Regions from separate parts of the Mus musculus genome. Here region 1 is linked to region 2. The links are chromatin contacts, called in public HiChIP or PLAC-seq maps. All regions are on one chromosome and are shown on one strand. The core of a region is the stretch at or near the end of the contact, and the rest is flanking DNA. Distances in the headings are between cores, read along the strand shown.

What was found. HiChIP or PLAC-seq counts read pairs in DNA pulled down with a chosen protein or histone mark.
Region 1: an HNF4G HiChIP or PLAC-seq map of pancreatic cancer cells shows a contact between it and region 2. The contact joins two enhancer-like sites. A contact is called at or near these places in 2 of 39 promoter capture datasets (both in the C10 cell line), 2 of 484 Hi-C or Micro-C datasets (the C10 cell line and pancreatic cancer cells) and 2 of 115 datasets of contacts at active chromatin or transcription factors (large pre-B cells and pancreatic cancer cells).

What each region holds. Positions count from the first base shown.
Region 1 is chr3:126,568,355-126,572,118 of GRCm38.p6, forward strand. No RefSeq gene overlaps it. Among named protein-coding and RNA genes, the nearest start is that of Camk2d, 27 kb to the right of the region's middle. Within about 2 kb of position 2,432, at least 29 of the 459 cell types and tissues checked have an H3K27ac peak or open chromatin away from gene starts, as enhancers often do. A contact at or near this core is called in pancreatic cancer cells, where this site is marked.
Region 2 is chr3:126,437,484-126,441,561 of GRCm38.p6, forward strand. It overlaps Arsj (arylsulfatase J), which reads left to right. Exons shown (of 2, transcript NM_173451.3): 2 at 516-2,891. The coding sequence ends at 1,920. Among named protein-coding and RNA genes, the nearest start is that of Gm46823, 29 kb to the right of the region's middle. Within about 2 kb of position 2,173, at least 21 of the 459 cell types and tissues checked have an H3K27ac peak or open chromatin away from gene starts, as enhancers often do. A contact at or near this core is called in pancreatic cancer cells, where this site is marked.

The sequences.
Region 1 (3,764 bases), core at 1,182-3,681, 130 kb after region 2:
CAGTCATGCAGACAATGTCCCAAGTTCCTGGCATTCTGGCTAGACTCCACCCTCACAGTTACCTGACAATAGCCAGGCATGCTCCTCCCCAGAGCTACCCTGCAACTAACTACAAGCTAGCCTGCAACTATAAAAGGGGTTGATTGGCCCCTCCTCTCTCTCTTAAGCTCTCACCTCTCCTATTTTCTTCTTTAGTGCTTCTTCTCCCCCTCCCTTCTCCCCTCTCTCCACATGGCCATGGCCAGCCTCTTATTCTACCTTCTCTCTTTCTCTCTGCCTTTCTACAGTAAAGCTCTAAAGCCAAGGACTGTCTCTGCTCGTTGAGACTCGCCGTGTTGGGGCATCAGAGCTGGCTTTCTTCTAAAGAGCCAAGTCTAACCCCCAGAAGGCTTTCCTGTGCTCCAGCTCCAGCCACCAGCCAACCCAAGCCACCCGCCGAACTAGCAGCCTGAGCTAGCCAAGACTCTCTCATCCCCACGGTAAGACTGAGAACCGGTCATCTCTGGCCTCCGTAAGGTCCAGAGACCCCGAATTGCTTCCTCTCTACCCCAGAGGACAGGGGTTCTGTGACTTCCCACAGCCAAACACCCACCCGGGGTCTCATAGAGAGCATGCGCCATTCCCCCGGGTCCACCCACTCAGAGCACTGGAACTCTGGTGGGACTCAAATCCTCTCCCACCCCTTTATTTCCCACACCAGGAGCCCCACAGATTCCACAACTAAAATTCAAGGTAGACAACGAATTTACGAGATTATTGTTGATAGGTTTAATAACAACCTGTGGATAGCCTGCAACTCTCCTTCCTGTTTTCTCTGCAAACTCATAATTCTCAACAAAATGAATTCTACTGAGCTGTGTCTAGCTGTTATGTTGCATGTTTGCCTCATCTGATTTCTCTGCACTGCAATTATGGACTATTCAAACAGTTAAGCTAAGTATAGCTGAAGGTTGAGAGTCCAGCAGTTTGAGCAGATTAGGCAATGAGCAGTAACTACAGTTCTTTTAGACATTCTTACCCACATACTTAAATACTAATTTGATCAGCCTGGCCTCTCGGAGAGCCACTTAATTTATAATCAACCTACCACTGCCCTGTTTTTCTGCAAACCCCAAGATGCTTATGTAGTTACAAATGGAGTGAAGATTTACCATTTTTCTGACTATCCGAATGAGGACCATCGAGCTATGGAATTCAAAACATTGTTTTATGGGCTTTAGTCATATCATTGAATCATTTTGCTTAACTGGACACTTCAATCGAGTTCATTAAATAAAACTGTATATTTATTTATTCTATATAAAGCCTAGAAACATTTCTAATTCCACGAACATGCTGCGGCTGCTGTTATTTCTACTTGTAGCCCAGCGACAACCATTGTACTGTCACATGACTGATGCTAGGCGCTGAGTACTTTCATCACTCTTTAGGATGCCTTTGTTTGTCAGGACTGAACACGATACTCCCGCCAATGTTCTGGGAGATAAACAAGTAGAATTCTTTGTTGTTTCTAGGACTTGAAGATTTGCACATGTTTTCTTCCTCCAGAAGGTCAAAGAGCTGACTACCAGACCCTGTATAGGGAAAGAGCTTGGTATGATCCCCTCTGCAGATGAGAAAAGATGGGTGAGATTGGTGATCCTCTAGGGTTTTGCTTCAGGTGAATTTAGCATGGCCTTTGCTCGTCCATGGCATCTTTCTCTAGGTAAGGAGATTGTTGCCAAGTTAAAAGCACATGAACTTAGTTTGTCTCATGGAAAAAAAAGTGTTATAACTTTAAGTACATAAAGGCAGAGTCGAGCTTCTAACTTGACTGCTTATTTCAAATTTTCTGTAAACGTCATGACACTTAAAGGCATTTGCATATTTATTTCTGATTGTGTAGAATTAGCATTTACAGTCATTTGCCTATTCATAAACAAGTTTATAATTAAACAGTATACTTTCCATATTTTGTCTACAACCCAAAATACAATTGGACCATATCTAAGCCCTTTTTTCTCTTTAATTAAAGAAAGACATCTTTGTTTTAATAGTTATTTTAAAAAATAATATGGGCGAGATGGCTCAGTGATTAACTTGTTGCTCTTCCTAAGGACCAGGGTTCATTTCCTAGTGCTAACATGGTGATTCACAATCAACTATAATCCTAATTCCGGGGATATGACAGCTTGTTTTGGCCTCTGCAGGAACTCTATGCACATGGTACACAGACATACAAGCAGTAAAACTACCCATACACATAAAATAAAAACAAATAAATAATGAATACAATAGAATTAATAAAATATGTTTTCTTCATATATTCTACAGTTTCAATGGCACTCATGTCTTTTGGAATGGAAACAAGAGCAAAATTTAAGATAGCAACTATGTGGCCAGTTTACATACATACCACAATGCTTACTCATCAGAAGTTGTCAACAACTAGCAATGACGCTCATATAGCTGATGTGGTATTGGTTCAGTTACTCACCAAAGATGAGTAATCAAAATCTTCTGTGGGAGATTTTCCAATTACCAGCATCACTGAAAAGGCTCTTGATAGAAAGGAGAGGTTGCTGGGTAACAGTCATTCTCTAGCTATTTACACTGAGACTGAGACTTCTACACTTCCTTTGTTCTGACATCTCAAGGTTGAGACCACCTCCTCCCTGCTACTCTAGCTCCAGCTGCAGGAGTGATCAACTACACTAGACCACTGCACAAGAGTGTTCTGTGATTTCCAAAGCAAAACTCACAGTGCTTCAATACCGGCTCACGGGTAGCATCATCAGAAACCTAGTTTCTCAAGGAACTCAGTTTCACATATGTTGACCCCCATTCTTCTCTCCACTTCTGTCTTAGGGTTTGCATTGCTGTGAAGAGACCCCATAAACCAGGGTAACTCTTACAAAGGAAAATATTTAATCAGGGATGGCTTACAGTTTCAAAACTTTAATCCATTATGGTCATGGTAGGGAGAGTGGCAGTGTCCAGGCAGACATGCTGCTGGAGAAAGAGCTGCAAGATCTACAATGCCCCCTCACTCTCTTGTGCCTTTTGTATTGTCAGTCTATCAGCTTCCAAATACAACCATGTGACCTAAGATGTCACTTTCCAAATCCCTTTGTCTCCACAGTGTCTGTGGTTTTATCCATATTGCTCTCCATGACCCACTCATGTCATACCAGGTCACACCCTGTACTATCTCTGAGTTTTGATTCCAAACATTTCATTCTGCCATCTCTACTTCTTTAAGCCTACTTGTTCCAATATGACATTTGGTTCACTGGCTCATTAAGCTTATCAACCCTATGTCTCTATGTGTCACCATACCTATGTTGCTCTATACTTCTACTATATAACTGTTTTTAGTACTGTTGATTTCTTCTCTGAATATTCATACATGTACAGTGTATTTTGAACATACTTACCCCAACTTTGCCCAGATGTTATAATTCCCTTTCACCTTTCTTAATTATTATTCCATGGCAAAAATAGAAGTTCTGGTAAAATCCAAACCACTCTTAACTGGTCCCCACATATGAGTGGTTAAACATTGCCAAAGACTATTTATACTTTGGGGATCATTTACATAATTATGCTTAATAGACTTACCCATGAATAATACCTTGTCAAAAACAATGGCTAAAATTATGCTTTCATCCATCATTCCTTTCCTTTGGAATATTTTTCTTCTACATTTGTTACCTCTAATTGCGTGTGTGGGTATACATATATAATGGGCATTTGTTTGCACTGGCACACTTGAGCTATGATAT
Region 2 (4,078 bases), core at 923-3,422:
GAGTTTGGTTTCTGCATCAGAAACCATTTCCTTTTTCACAGAGATCCAATGGGTTGGGGAATGAAGCGTGAAATATTGGTTGACAAGCTACCCCAGGGATTTTTGCTTATTTCTGCCTGTGTTCTAGAACACTGGTGTTAGTTTGAGATACATAATCTCAGGATATGATTCAGAAGCTAGTGTGAATGCTCTAATTCTGTGAATTATTCTCTATATTAGTAGCACTCTGTCATGTAATTAAAACACTACATTTATTTTAATTAAATTTTATAAGGATTTTTGAAAGACTTTGAGATAAGGGGTAAATCTTACTTTCCTAAGTATTGAAAATTCTCTTCAACTGTTAAACATGAAGCCACTTAAAACTTTGGAAATAGAATAGAGCTACTCAATTGATTATATTTAATTTAGGGTTGAGTTGATCTTGACAGAAACTTTATTTAACTTAAGAATCATTTGTATGAAGAATGTCTCTTTTATCCTGCCTTGACAAAATGTTTACTCTTTCCTCAAAGGTATCAGATACACACGGGACTTCAGCATTCTATCATTAGACCTACCCAACCCAACTGTCTACCTCTGGACAATGCAACCCTACCTCAGAAGCTAAAGGAGGTCGGCTATTCAACCCATATGGTTGGGAAGTGGCACTTGGGATTTTACAGAAAAGACTGCATGCCCACCAAGAGAGGATTTGATACCTTTTTTGGCTCTCTTTTGGGAAGTGGTGATTATTATACACACTACAAATGTGACAGTCCTGGGGTGTGTGGCTATGACTTGTACGAAAACGACAATGCAGCTTGGGACTATGACAATGGCATCTATTCAACACAGATGTACACGCAGAGAGTGCAGCAAATCTTAGCCACCCATGATCCCACAAAACCTCTATTTTTATATGTGGCTTACCAAGCTGTCCACTCACCACTTCAAGCCCCTGGCAGGTACTTTGAACACTACAGATCCATTATCAACATAAACAGGAGGAGGTACGCAGCCATGCTCTCCTGCTTGGATGAAGCAATCCACAATGTGACCCTGGCCCTAAAGAGGTATGGTTTCTATAACAATAGCATTATCATTTACTCCTCAGATAATGGTGGGCAGCCCACAGCAGGAGGAAGTAACTGGCCACTCAGAGGCAGCAAAGGAACATATTGGGAAGGAGGCATCCGGGCAGTTGGCTTTGTGCATAGCCCACTTCTAAAAAACAAGGGAACGGTATGTAAGGAACTTGTGCACATCACCGATTGGTACCCAACCTTGATTTCACTGGCTGAAGGACAGATTGATGAAGACATTCAGCTAGATGGATACGATATCTGGGAGACCATAAGCGAAGGTCTTCGTTCACCCCGAGTGGATATTTTGCACAACATTGACCCCATTTACACCAAGGCGAAAAATGGCTCCTGGGCAGCAGGCTATGGGATCTGGAACACTGCAATCCAGTCGGCCATCCGGGTACAACACTGGAAACTGCTCACAGGCAATCCTGGCTACAGTGACTGGGTCCCCCCTCAGGCTTTCAGCAATCTGGGCCCAAACCGGTGGCACAATGAAAGGATTACCTTGTCAACTGGCAAGAGTATCTGGCTTTTCAACATCACGGCTGATCCGTATGAGAGGGTGGACCTATCCAGCAGGTATCCAGGCATCGTGAAGAAGCTGCTGCGGAGACTGTCACAATTCAACAAGACTGCCGTGCCTGTCAGGTACCCCCCGAAGGATCCCAGAAGCAACCCTAGGCTCAACGGAGGAGTCTGGGGTCCGTGGTATAAAGAGGAAAACAAGAAAAAGAAGTCAAACAAAACCAAGGCTAAGAAAATGCAAAAGAAAAAAAGTAAGGCAAGGATGAGGAAGCAGTTGGCAGCTCACTCCTCAATAAAATGCCACCCAAGTGTTGCCACTGGCTAAATGCAAAACTTTCTGCCTTGGTTAAACTTAGACTGCCTGGTTTCTAGGTAATTCAAAGAAATTGGCTCAGAAATACCTCGGCCAACCGCCTCGGGCTTGTTTTCACATTGCTCTGTGCCAGAGACTTCTGGTACCTGGCTACCACATGGACAAAACTACCCTCCTGTGTGCCAAAGGCTATGCTTCTGCAGGCCACACAGGGAGGAGGACACAGTTATTTATTTATCCCTAGTCTGTGTAAACCGTGATGAATCATGAGTGAGTTGACCAAACAGAATGCTTTGAATCCCTTGAATCACGAGAGGAACTGTGACCCACCGTGTACTTGAGTGCAGGGTAATTACAGGGTAACATGATAAAAAGATGACTTTTGATGCCGTCAGAGGTTGTATCCTCTCAAAGGTCTAAAAGCTGTACTTCTAAATAAAAAAAAAAATAGTATGTATCACATGAAACTTGGGCTTTTAAGCTAATTCTATTTTGTATTGCAGTCTCCTGTTCTCTGAGAAAAAGCTGCTTCTCTTCGTGGACAGCTTGTATCTCATCTTATCCTGCTTAAAGAAACGGCAGATAGTGTCTGAACATTGCCAGAAATGAATGTAACTACGTCCCAAACACTTTGATAGAACAAGAATTTCAATATAAAGTGCCTAATTTATTTCTCAAAAGAGTTACACAAGTGATTTTAATTATTTTATTTTTAGGTTCTACGTTAGAATTTTATTTCAATTCTTTAAGGTTACTAAGTTATGTAATACCATAAGTTACTGTAAAATTTTTGTTCATAAAATATAAGAGGAAACTCATTCAGAAAAATTACAGCCATCATATTTTACCATTATTTAGATGTTAGAAGATGAATATATTTTTTAAATTTTGTAAATTTGTTGTTATACAGAGTTGATTTGACTTTACTGTCTCCAACATAAACTATTTATGTATGTTAATTATTAAAGTGATTTATTTTATGGCATTAGTGTGGCTTTCCTGATTTAATTTTTAGACATCCAGAAATAATCATATTATTCATTTTGACAAATAAAAATCTTTTTATTGTTTTTAGGTGCCCAGGCTAAACTTGAACTTATGATTATGAATATATACATAATTTGCCTAAAAACAGGCAACTATCTTTGCAAATAGGCACTAGAAGAGGTAGTGTACTAACATAGTCATAAATAAAGATTTTGCAAATGAAGAGATTTCTCCCCATGTGGTCACTGCACTGAGAACAGTGTCCTGTTATTGATAAATAATATCTATGATGACCCTGCTCTTTTATATAGTACAGAGTAGGGGAAAAATAGAAATGGAACATACAGATTATATGAGGCCTAGTTTAAGATCTGCTGTGGAACATGAGAGGATTAAAGGATGATGCTCTGATGATGGAGCTAATCACAGGGCCATGGAGCTGCAAGTGTCCTGGCATGAAGCTTTCTTGGCCATGTTCTCTCTTAATGCAGAAGGCATGAAGCCACACTTGAAGAGCCACAGGCAGCAGGAACTGTGGTTAAGAGCCACCATCAGACAGGGGTGATGGAGGAGTTGGGCAGGGCCTGCATCATTTACCATGCAAATATAAGAAAACAGAGGCTGCCCTCTGTGGTTCTGAGAACCCGTGGATGCATCTTCGAGCTAGCGCTGAAACTGCACTAAAATGGGCCAGATGAGTAAAAAAATGCTTAATTTTACTATTTTTGTTTCTAAAGAGTAATGCTCCATTTTGCTATATAGCATTTCCTGAAGTTTTGTCTTATAGAAACAGTGTCAATACAGGCCTTTCTTGGTAGAATGCAAAATGGTGTTGTGACTTCCATAATATAAGGTTTTGTTATAGTACAGCTATTTAGAAGAACAATAGGTTTTTTAAAAATCCTTGGTTGATCCACACATGTTGGTGCACACCTTTAATCCCATAACTTGGGAAGTAGAGGCCAGTGGATCTCCCTGAGTTCAAAACCTGCCTAGTCTATATAGCAATTTTCAGGCCAGACAGGATTATAGAGACCCTGGGAGAAAAACAAAAAGAAACAAAAACATTAAAACATTAACTAATGCATACTTTTTCAAAGCCCACTTGGCATTATAATTACAAGAGATGAGAATTTCTACATAGCCTTTTGCCATTTATTTTATCATAAAAATTCTTCTTTAT